Regions from separate parts of the Triticum aestivum genome. Here region 2 is linked to region 1. Evidence: chromatin contacts called from public HiCAR-type data. All regions are on one chromosome and are shown on one strand. The core of a region is the stretch at or near the end of the contact, and the rest is flanking DNA. Distances in the headings are between cores, read along the strand shown.

What was found. HiCAR-type assays count read pairs that join an accessible place to other places.
Region 2: a HiCAR-type map of leaf shows a contact between it and region 1, with 4 times the contacts expected there. The contact joins the promoter of LOC123113085 here to the promoter of LOC123116854 in region 1. A contact is called at or near these places in 1 of 5 Hi-C or Micro-C datasets (leaf) and 1 of 1 datasets of contacts at active chromatin or transcription factors (leaf).

Annotation. Positions count from the first base shown.
Region 1 is chr5B:544,849,535-544,855,861 of IWGSC CS RefSeq v2.1, forward strand. LOC123116854 (low temperature-induced protein lt101.2) reads left to right here and starts at 3,299. Exons shown (of 2, transcript XM_044537742.1): 1 at 3,299-3,511; 2 at 3,622-3,950. The coding sequence starts at 3,422. The coding sequence ends at 3,753.
Region 2 is chr5B:545,028,631-545,034,792 of IWGSC CS RefSeq v2.1, forward strand. LOC123113085 (trihelix transcription factor ASIL2) reads left to right here and starts at 1,718. Exons shown (of 2, transcript XM_044534213.1): 1 at 1,718-3,790; 2 at 4,940-5,414. The coding sequence starts at 2,752. The coding sequence ends at 4,950.

The DNA.
Region 1 (6,327 bases), core at 2,049-4,548:
GTGATATACTGTTCATTATGGGCCAGTTTCACCACGGGCCGTTAGTGGGTGTAAAGTGATACACTGTTCATTGCGGGCCAGTTTCACCACAGGCCGTTAATAGGCCAAGAGTTACATAGGGCCTCATATGGGCCGAAAGACGTCATGGGCCATACATGGGCCAGAAGTGAAAACGGGCTGGAATCATATTGGATGGCCCAGATGATGCTACTGGGCCTAATTCAGATAGGGCGTAACGGGCCTTGGGTTAGCGGGCTGTAAATGGGCTATATGCGAACAGGCCGTTAACAGGCTTTCCATGGGCCGGCCTGCCACCTTTTGACCAAGTCAAACGGGCCGGCCTTTTCACAGGAATGGGCCTCTGTTGGGCCGTGCCACGTGTCGATGTATCATAGGCGGCTTCTGTCCAATGAGTGGATGGCATCTGTCCCAACGGTGAGCCGACACGTGTTTCCTCCAGCCAATGATGATTTTACACGTGGAAAATCCCCATTGGTCGGGGCTGTTAACGGGTTATCGGATCCAAAACCCAACCCGATAGCTTAACGGCGTTCTGTTACGGTGGATGCCACGTGTCGGTCACCCTTGACGAAAGTAGTTCTGTGACGTGCGATTTATCGTCATGGAAGTGGACACTTCCGTGATGATAATTTTGATAATGTCATCGAACACTTCTACGACAGTACAGGTATGACTATCTTGATTCTGTCATAAATTTGTCATGGATGCACATGCATGACAAAAAACGCGACCTACTGTGACCAACACGTATCATCACGGAAGTGAATTTTTTTTGTAGTGGCTGGTACCAGCGCTACTGCTATGCATATTTCAAGCGCTACTACTAGGGTTTTCCTTAGTAGTGACAGTGGTATCGCCAGCCCACTAGGGTTCAAGTCCTAGTGCTCGCATTTATCTTGGATTTATTACAGGATTTCCGGCGATAGTCTTTCAGTGGGAGGAGACGTTCTCGTCGACTACGAGGCGCTTATCTTGGATTTTTTACAGGATTTCCGGCGATAGTCTTTCAGTGGGAGGAGACGTTCCCGTCGACTACGAGGCACTTACGAAGACTTCGTAAAATCTCAAGATGATATGCCGACTCGGTCTGTCAAAGATACTCATATGGGTAGGGGGTGCGTGTTTGCATTCATACGGGTGAGTGTATGCGTGTATATATGAGTTGTACCGATGTTAAAAAAAACAATGCACGACTAAGCGAATCAACCTGTGGTTGGATGATTAGGTGGACAGTGGTATCCCTAGCCCACCAATGTTCAAGTCCTGTTGCTCGCATTTATCCTGGATTTATTTTAGGATTTTCAGCGATACACGTTCAGTGGGAGGAGACGTTCCCGTCGACTACGAGGTGCCTATGGTGACTTCATAAAATCTCAAGATGATATGCCGACTCAGTCTCTCAGAGGTGCTCATAGGAATAGGGTGCGTGTGCGCGCGTTCATAGTGGTGAGGGTAGGCGCGTATATATAAGTGCTTGTGTCTTTAAGAAAAAGGAGGATAGACCCCTGCCTCTGTATCGGAACGATGGATGCGGCCATCTTATTAATTATTCACAGAGGCCATACGAAGTAATACATCAGTCAGCCTGAAGCCACCATCTAGGCAACGCCTGTTGCTACTCCTATCCCATTGATGAAGGTGTGCCGAATATCAGGGCCTATTACAACATCACACCAAACCCTAACATCTAAAGCTAGATGCCCCAACCCAACCACACATCGGGACTGGGTCCCATACTGGACCGACGCACTCTTAGAGGCTGCCGCCGCCATCTTCCATCGATCCATCTCCAGAGCAGAAACTGACCCATCGACCTTGTCTGGCTTGCCGTCGACGCCACCACGGCGCCAGGCAACTCCACCATCCTGCACGTATCCGAACACACGCACCCGTCGCCGAACCTTCGCAACACCATGCCACCAGGATCCACCGTCGGCCTTGCGGTGGATGAGACACCGCTCTTCCGCTTGTCCCGACCAACTAGCACTTGCTCCAAAACGATGCCCTCAGGAGGAACAACGACAACAAAGGTACCATCATCGTCCGATCCGGTAGATCGAGATCTATGGTTTCCTCTGGAGCATCAGAGTGGGTTGCCACGACTTGCAACAATGATGGCTCGAGAAAGGAACGACATCATAGATGCCGCCATCGTCCGTCATGACCGAAGTCGGTGCGATTTTCACCGGAAGTCGCATCCCCCCAACCTCGCAGCTGGCTGGAACCGAATGGATCCTCGCTGTGGAGATGAGGGCCGCCGTTGGCACGCCGGTAGGGAGCCTCCAGCCGCCCCTCACCGGTCCTCCTCGCGCCACCGGCCGGCCAAGGCCGTATGGAGACGGATCTGGTCAGGACGCCAGATCCGCAGCCATCGGAGCCACCCATGAGCCCGCGGCCGCCACACCGCCAACCATGTAGGTTCCCATCGCCACCGCGCAGCAGAGACGCTACCCGACTGCCGCCCCAGCCTCCCCACGTGAGACGCGGCCTCCGCCTCATAGGATCTGCCGCAACGACCACCCGCCTTGGATCTGCGGTGCAGGGCCTGCCGCCACCGCGACCCTTCAAATGCTCACTTCCACGGACGTTTTACACCGACACAACGCAGCATACACCGTTTGTCGTATCAGTACAGTTTCTAAGCTACCAGGAAATAGAGCCCTAGGAGCGATCTTGTGTTTTTTTCGTGATGGCCCAGCACACCAGCTCCCCTGCCCATACAAAGTACTCAACCGACTTCCCTAAAAAAAATGTACGCAACCGACATTAAGAGTCTGGTCAAACTCCTCACCCCGCATGTCTTTCTGCTTTGTGTTTCAAGAGAGAGAGGAGGGGCGATTTGGGGGACAAGGTCGACCACCGGTGCTTGCAACTTGGGTGAGGGTTAAGTTGGGCGAGGTGGTTGCTGGAGACAATGATAAAGGAAATATGCCTAGAGACAATAATAAAGTTATTATTTTATATTTCTTTATTCATGATAAATGTTTATTATTAATGCAAGAATTGTATTAACCGAAAACTTGATACATGTGTGAATACATAGACAAAATACCATGTCCCTAGTCGGAATTCAAGCTGAAATTTATTCAGTTGTATCGGATTTCAGAATCACGAGAAACCGGCACTGTTCAAGTACTATGCAATAGCCACTTGAAATGCTCCACGTGTTGTGATACAGATTTTCTGGCCCCGTACCTGGTGGCACGTTGTGGCGTTTCGCCGTCGATCCGCGTGGCATGGCATGTCGGCACAGCCAGCCAGCCAGCAGCCCAGCACCACCACAACTTGTGTAATTAAAGCCTCCTCCCGTCCTTCCTTCCCCGCGACAGAGCAACGCGGCCCCCAACCAAACCTCCTGACCAGCAGAGCAAGAGAGAGGGAGGGAGAGAGAGATCTCCCGATGGCGTCCCGGAGCTGCACCTTCGTGGAGATCCTGCTCGCCGTCATCCTGCCGCCGCTCGGCGTCTTCCTCCGCTACGGCTGCTGTAGCGTAAGCAATCCATCCCCTTCCTCTCCGCGAGGCGATCCATGCTGGATCCTGATATATTAGCAAACTAATAATAGTGTTTATTGGTCTTTCTTTCTGTCTGCCTTGAACAGATGGAGTTCTTGATCTGCCTGCTGCTCACCATCCTGGGCTACATCCCCGGCATCATCTACGCCGTCTACGTGCTCGTCGCGCATGGCTCTGCCTCGGAGGAGAGCGGCAGGGACTACGACGCCCTTGGTTGATATCGTGTAGCACCTCATGCCGTGCGAATCAACGTCCTGTGTGTGTGTGTGTGTGTGTGTTTCCATCTGCTGCACTGTGTGGCGTGCCTTCTTTCTATATCAGTCTGTAAATGCTGCTTAAACCGTGCTCCGGTTTCCCCGGCCGTCCTGTGATTCTCATACAACCGAATAAATTTCAGCTCTGAAGATTTTGCCCACTGGTTTACGCCAGTCGGTGAGCAGGTTTGTGTGACAAACAGGAGTTGCGATCCCAGGATTCCCCGCCACTCATTGTGTGGCGATATTTCTCCGATCGGACTTAATTGTGTGTGCTATATGCTTCATTGATGGAGCAGAGATGCTGTCGACTCTCTCATGTCCAAAACAAACCGCCGAGACGTGCTTTTGTTTCGGCATGCTGTGGACGTGCTGACAGCCTGAAAGGATTGCTGCCACGCCTGGGCTGCGGCGAAGCAGAGGTTTGCTTGTGATCTGATCTCATGTGATGGGCTGGATGGGGCATCCGTCCAGGTGCGGCTCGTCGTCGGCTACTAGAGCAGGAGCAGCAGGTGGAGATGGGACGGCGGGACGGCTCGTCTGCGGCTGGCGCTGCAAGCACGCTGCTTTACATTTTGAGGCGGAACGATGTTCGGCGGCACTGATTGACCCACTTTGGTTGGATGCCGCTCTATTTAGATGCCACGACATCTAAACAGCCTTCTATGCTACCAAATTAATCCGTGTAAACTGGTTTTACCCGTTGACGCACGCTCGTTGCTCTCTGATTTGACTCATTCCCTTCGTCATTCTACGCAACAGCCTCTGTTCATATGGATGGGTAAAGAGGTAATAACATAGGTGGTGCTCGAACTTGCCACTGGGGTCCACTTTAGTGCCTAAAAACTTAAAAAATACATCGAACTGGTTCTAAAATTTGACGCGAGTGTGCAAATACGTTGCTAATGCCATTCATAGACGTAAAGGGTGCTGACCGTAGCACAGTATTTGATTGGCGTGGCATAGTATCCACTTGTAGCAACGAAACTGGATTTTAGTTGAATATAGTATGTCCCTATGACTGGTGGGGCCCTCCTGTCAATAGACAAGAAAACCAAAATAAAAATTGCCATGAAGTGTATGGGCGCGCTGTGCTAGCCACTCAGCTTTAAGGTAGCCAGACTTGGCCCCTCAGCTTTAATACTTGTGCTACTTAAATTGGCTGCAATCAGTGCGGCCCATTTAGCACATGTTATTTTACTTAAAATATCTGTGAATTATAATCACAATAATACAAATGCTACCATTCACACGTTAACGTCTGTAGATAATAATAATAATAATAATAACTTAGATTCAAATATTTGTGTGTTATTAATAGTTACCTCGTAGTATACAAATATTCGCGTGCCTGTATTATTAAAAAAAAGCTATAAACCAAGCCCCAAGCCATGTCATGCATTATAAATATTTGTGGTACATAAATAATAACCTCGTGGTACAAAAATATTCATGTGCACAAAAAAGAAAAAATATATAAATGTTCCAGTAATTTTAAGAAATAAGAAATATTAACATATTATTTTTAAAATACTATTTTTAATATAGTGAATGAATATTTACGTACATGCCTGGATCATATTTAATTTGAAGAAATTTATGGATAACAACATTTACTAAATACTTACGAATATTCACTGGCGTATAATTTCACTCATGGCTTATATTCTTAAGTTTTGTATAATGTAAATATAATCCACGAGTGAATATTCATATGTACATTTTAAATTTTAAATTATGAATAATTTTTAATTATAGAAACATTTTCTTAAATGACATACTTATGAATTATACAAATATGCATTTAATTACTCAAATATTTGAATAATTAAAATAATTTACGAACTGTAATTTTAAAATATTTTTATTATTTTATATTAAATTATACAAACATTGTTATAATTCGTATCTATTATTTTAGTTATATTAATGTGTTTTAAAATAATACATGAATATCCTAAAAGTTAAATGAACATTTTTTTAAGTTAGTTATTTTAGTTATATGTACAATATTTATAACTATTAATACCACACGAATAATTGAACTTTATTTGCATTACTGTGATTTATAATTTACAGATTTTTACATTTTTAAAAGTTAACATCTGCTAAATGGGCAGCACTAACTGCAAGCAATTTAAGAAGCACGAGCCTTTTATATTTCATAGTACATCTAGCCTAAGGGGCCGAAGTTTGCATATAAAGGTATCTGTTTGTGTGGCTTGTAAAATTACATCTAGCACAGCTCGCCCCCATTCTTCAGTTTGCTTGTTCAAACCCAGTTCCTTAGCATTTCTTATTTTAGTTTTCTTGTGTACTGACAGATGAGGCCCACTTTTTATAGACATAATATTCAACTAAAATCCGGTTTCGTCGCTAAAAGTGGACCCCATGCCACCTCAGCAAAATACGGTGCTACGGTCAGCACCCTTTATGTCTACGAATGACATTAGCACCGTATTTGCACGCTTCATGTCAAGTATTAGAACCAGTTCAACATATTTTTCAAGTTTAGGCACCAAAATGAACATTGATTGC
Region 2 (6,162 bases), core at 468-2,967, 180 kb after region 1:
ACCTTGGCCGGCCCATATGGGGGGCGCAGCAGCCCCTTGTGGCTGGTGTGTTTCCCCTCTTGGCCCACAAGGCCCATATCTTTTGCCGGGTGTGCCCGGAACCCTTTCCCGTGACCCGATATGTACCCAGTACCCTCCGGAACACTTCCGGTGTCCGAATACCATCGTCCTATATATTAATCTTTACCTCTCGACCATTTTGAGACTCCTCGTCATGTCCGTGATCTCATTCGAGACTTCGAACAGCAATCGGTCACCAAATCACATGACTCATATAATACTATATCGTCAACGAACGTTGAGCGTGCGGACCCTATAGGTTCGAGAACTATGTAGACATGACCGAGACACTTCTCTGGTCAATAACCAATAGCGGAACCTAGATGCCCATATTGGCTCCTACATATCCTACGAAGATCTTTATCTGTCGAACCGTTATGAGAACATACGTAATTTCCTTTGTCTATCGGTATGTTATTTGCCTGAGATTTGATCGTCGGTATCTTCATACCAGTTTAGTCTCGTTACCAGCAAGTCTTTTTACTCGTTCCGTAATACATCATCTCGTGACTAACTCCTTAGACGTTTGCTTGCAAACTTATGATGTGTATTACCGAGAGGGCCCAGAGACACTTCTCTGATACCCGGAGTGACAAATCCTAATCTTCATCTATACCAACTCAACAGACACCTTCAGAGACACCTGTAGAGCATTTTTGTAATTATCCAGTTACGTTGTGACGTTTGATAGCACACAAGGCACTCCTCCGGTATTCGGGAGTTGCACAATCTCATAGTCGAAGGAATATGTATTTGACATGAAGAACGCAATAACAATAAAACTGAACTATCATTATGGTAAGCTAATGAATGGGTCTTGTCCATCACATGATTCTCCTAATGATGTGATCCCATTATCAAATGACAACTATGTCCATGGTTAGGAAACCTTAATCATTTTTTATCAACGAGGTAGTCTATTAGAAGCTCACTAGAGACACGGTGTTTGTTTATGTATTCACACATGTATCAAAGTTTCCGATCAATATAATTCTAGCATGAATTAGGAAATATAATAGTAACCATTTTATTATTATCTTTAAGGCATATTTCCATCAGCGTCTAGGAAAGGGGATCCAGCAAAAACAAGTGTGAATCTCGTAGATATGGCGAAAACGACATGGAGTATGCAAAATCCCATACAAAAAAATCAGGATGGCCCATTACATGGGATCTATTCGGGCAGGAAAAATTGCCCATGCCCGTAAACCGGCGTTTATTATTTCGCATGCCCCGTTTTACGGTATCTGGTGCTCTTAGCCCCGGTTCTTTTGGGCGATTCTCCCAGAATCTTGAGAATCGACCCTCCGCCCAGCTTCTCCCAGAATCTTGTATCCATATTTTGTACAATCCTAATTGTACAAAGTTGGGTCATCTATTTTGGAACGGAGGGAGTATTTAGGATTGTAAAAGAAAAAAATATGAGTTCAAGATTTTGGGAGTAGCAGGATGAAGGGTTGATTCTCAAGATTATGGGAGAATTGGCCAAAAGAACTGGGCCTTAGTCGCATGACATCCGGAGCTGATAGGGTGGTGTCCCTGGAGCTGAGCTGCCGGTGCTGGCTCGGCTAGTCAACTGCCTGAACAGTGCTCCAGCAAGCCGCGAGGGAAAAAGGGAGCAGAAGAAGACGCACGCCAGTCCGCCACCAACCGCGGCGCGTGGGAGGGCTTAGCGCTAGTGCGGGTGCGGTGCGGGCGGAGTCCCACCCAGCAAGAAGCAACCAACCACCACGGTTGGGGTTGGGGTTGGGGTCACCGCCCGCCCGCCGGACGCGCCAGCGACAGCGACGAATCAATCCATCCGCTTTGTTTTGCCGCCGGGCCGCGCCGATCCGGTCAGCGCGCGCGTCACGCCCCCGCTCCCGTCGGCTAATGCGGTCCGACGCGACGCGCGCCTCCACTTCCCGCCCGCCCTCGCTGTCCGTGGCGGGCCTACCTCACGCGGCCGGCAGTTGGCAACCGTGGCCGCGCGGGCAGGCGGGCGGAGTCCTCTCTCCCCCCCACTTTCCCCCTCCCCCCACGGAGAGGAGAGGGATCCTTCCCCGCCCCACCTCCCGGCCCCGGCCCCGGCCGCCACCCTCCCTTTTCTTTCCGAGCTCGAATCAAGTCCCCTCGCCCTGCCGCCGCTGCCGCCGCGGCCTAGCCCTTGACTCTTCTCCACGACGCTCCCCCGCTGTCTTTTGACCGCTCCAAACTTGCTTTCTTGCTTCTCTTCCCCCTTGATCGCGGCTAGCCATGGGGTTATGAGTGACACAGCGCTTGCTTTGGATTCAGCTGTTCGTCCGTCCGGCAGCGGCACGGCACCCGCTGCCGCATCATAACCGCCGGCCTGCCCTTTCTGCTCCATCTGGGAAGTTAGCTCCTCCCGAAATTCCCTTCTTTCGTCACCCCTGGAAAAAGGGAAGGAAAAGGCGCCATCTTTTCCGATCCCAGCTTCAGGCCAGGGACACACCATCCTCCCCTGATCGCTCACGCGGCAGGCCTCCAGCTTCAGAGATTGAGCCAAGCTCTTCTTCTTCCCGAGCAGAATTCAGGCTCTGGTGCACCGGTTTTGAGCAGATCCCCGTGCCGGAGAGGGATCTTCTCGCCGACAGACTGACAGAGTCAGACGGTCTCGGTCCAACTGCTCCCCTGCCTCTGCTTAAGCTCGGTCCCCAGTTTTGGGGCTCCGGCTGCTCTGCTGCGGCCTCGATGGACGGCCTCCCCGACGCGGCGCCGCCCGCGCCGGCGCCGCAGCAGCAGCCGAAGCGCGACGAGTGGAGCGAGAGCGGCATCTCGCGCCTGCTCGAGGCCTACGAGGCCAAGTGGCTGCTCCGCAACCGGGCCAAGCTCAAGTGGAGCGACTGGGTCGACATCGCCCACGACGTCTCCGCCCACTGCTCCTCCTCCGACCACGCCTCCAAGCCCGGCGCCGCTGCCGGGGGCACCGCCAAGACCCCCAACCAGTGCAAGAACAAGGTCGAGTCCATGAAGAAGCGCTACCGGGCCGAGTCGGCCGCCGCCACGCGCGCCGGAGTAGCCGGGGCAGCCAGCGCCTCCGGTGGCCCGTCGTGGCGCTTCTTCGGCCGCATGGACGGGCTGCTCAAGGGGCCGGCCGCCGGCTGCTCTGGCCAGCCGCAGGCGCAACCGGAGCCGAGTAACGATGGCATCGTCCAGCCGCGAGCACCGCTGAAAGCAGAGCCGGAGGCCGACGCCGAAGCAGACACCGCCCTCCAGCAGCCGCCGGACACCGCAGGGCCGCCCGGGGCGCTCTCCGAGCTACTCAACGCAGACGCCAACGGCTCCGCGACCGTGAAGGCCGAGAAGACCGTCGATCAGGCCACGCACAAGGAGACCAGCAGGGCGGCGGACAGCGACGCCGCAAATGTGAGCTCTCCGCGGAGCAAGGAGGTGGAGGCGGAGGCGAACGACGACGGCGCCGAGGAGGCCTGGGACGCGCCGGGGAGGAAGCGGAAGGGCCCTGAGCTGGACGTCGCGAGGAGCATCGAGCTGCTGGCGAGCTCGTTCGTGAAGATCGAGCGGGCCAGGCTGGAGGTGTACCGGGACACGGAGCGGATGAGGGCCGAGGCCGAGGTGAAGAGGGGCGAGATGGAGCTGAGGAGGACGGAGATCATGGCCAAGACGCAGCTGCAGATCGCCAGGCTCTTCGCCAAGCGGCTCAAGGAGTGCGTCGGCGGTAACGGCGGCAGCTCGTCTCAAGTGGACACGCTTGCCAAGAAAGGCGAAAATGGTTAGTTCCAACTTAAAACCAGCTTACCAGTAAGATTGCTGTTCATATTCAGTGCTGCAAGAGCATCCTAAATGGTGTATGGTGTGAGATATGGGTATGTGGAAGTGCATTTCCGGCTTCATCTTACACTCTATCGCTGTCAGTTAATTACTGCAATCATGCTATGTTTGGAGCTACTTTTCTATCTAGTCCTGGAAAATCATCACTGATAGAATGGGAAATTGCAGCATGAGGTTATTCTTGCACCAATATGGTAACTACTAGGAACAAGATGGTCTCTGGATTCACTTCAGTGTTTGCTTCAGACGTATACTACTAAAGCAGCTTTTCATTCTGTAGTACTAGTACTGTGATGGTTCAGACACTTTCTGAGCTTGACTGAACTGAAATACATTTCTGTGGAACGGCTGAACTTTTGAAGCCTTTCCTTCCTATCGAGACCTACCGTCTCATTCTACAGCGCTGTTCTACCATTTGGCCGGGGCTGAATGTTGTCCCCGTGTGTTGCTATGTATGACAGACTCCATTCGGGTTATTTTATTGGCAAAAACAAAGTGAAAAACCGCATGTTAGAACTAAAATCTTGGTATAACTAGTGTCATACATGCTCTGCTAGAAGAGGGTGTATTTTGAGTATCGTTTACTGACATAAACGCAAACACGGTACCGGGATCTGATGTTCTAACTTGTAGGCAGCAGAAGGCTTGATTGTTGTTGACATATAATGCATGCTCTGAATGTTTAGTTCCATTGCAAGACTGTATAGTGGAATTCAGGTACTGTGGTAACGCAGGGGGCCAAAATATAATCTCCTCATTAAACGGATCAGAGGTCTCGCGGTACTATGCTATGGGGGTCAATGGACAATTATAGAACTTAATCCTTGGATGATATGAACCTGCTGCGAGGAGTCGGCTAGGTGTTGCTTCGACTTTGTTAGCATACATTCTCAAAATTTAGGCGTGCTTATTTAGTTGCAAGACGGATTTTCATTTTATCTTATGAAAAGCACCATCTTGTACGGTCTGCTGACATCCTTACTCTTTTTCTCTTTGAAATCTTGCAGGAGAACTGCATGTAACTCATCTTGTTTTCTACTACTATTTAGTTTTCAGTTCTCTTCTCAACAATTTGGCTTACGGGTTTCAGGTTCAGGGTGACTGGCCAATCAAAACACCTGTGAATTGTGATTCTCCTCCCCTGGCGCCGCACGAGTTCTAAACAGAAGGCCGGTATCGCACTCCATTCATGTGCGGAAAATGTATGTCGATTGATTTAGCTTCACCATGAGAGTGAAGGCATAGTGTAGCCGTAAAGATCGAAATGCAATAACGGAAGCACCAGTGCCCCTTTCCAGCAGGGTGTTAGAAGATGCAGTTTTACAATCAGGAGTAGTTTGCTAGTCCGAAAATTTGTCAACTTGCATTCCTACTGAAACTGTTTTGCTGACAACATTTGTAAGATGCTGTGGTTCTCTCTCAGTGCTGGAAGCCGGATGCTTGAGGTGCTATGGTGTTTGTGTGACTGTTGATGGTATGATTCATTCGTGTACTGTGTATGCATCATCCACGGCTACCTTTTCCATATATGTAATGTGTGCATCATCCATGCTCTTACCTTTTTCCATGTGCTGTACATGGCTTCAAAAAGTCATTTTGTTTTCAAACTTTTCAGATATAAGGAGGCGACGGGGATTCCTTTTTTGGGCTACCCTTTTTGCCAAATAAATAAATAAATCCATCTGCCAGTGTACCCGCGAAAAGCCCCCAATACTTTAGCTCAGGAACATGAACATGTGGTTAACTCAGATCGGCACCACCCGCGAGGAACGTGTCGTGGTTTTGTCACGGCAAATGTCCTAGTGTGAGGACTTATCATGAGGCCATCGCAACTAAGGGCCTGTTCTGATCTCCTCCAAACTTTCAAAACTTCTCAAAATCTGCTTCAGAAGCTGGCTTCGTACTCCACCTAGCGATCAGCGAAGCGTTTTGCACGTGGTAGCTTCTCCCCGCGATTTGGCCCGGTTCTGCACGTGGTAGCTTCTCCCCGCGATTTGGCCCGGTTCTGCACGTGGTAGCTTCTCCCCGCGATTTGGCCCGCTCGGGAGGCTGCTAGCCTTGTTGGGCTCTAGTTTGGGCCATTGGAGGCAGCCCAGTTTGGGCTAGACATCCACGGAACGAGCTCCTGTACCGATTCCATCGAGGGAACGACCAGCGATCTGTTTTGGCGGGCGTACTGATTCGCTCGGCTTCACTTGGCGGTGGCACTTCCATCGTAATAATGGGCAACTTCTCATTCTGCTTTTCGTGGAGCTGGGCTTTTGGAGCTTCGCATTTTTACACTGCGAACGGGCTGAGCTTCCCGAAGCCAGC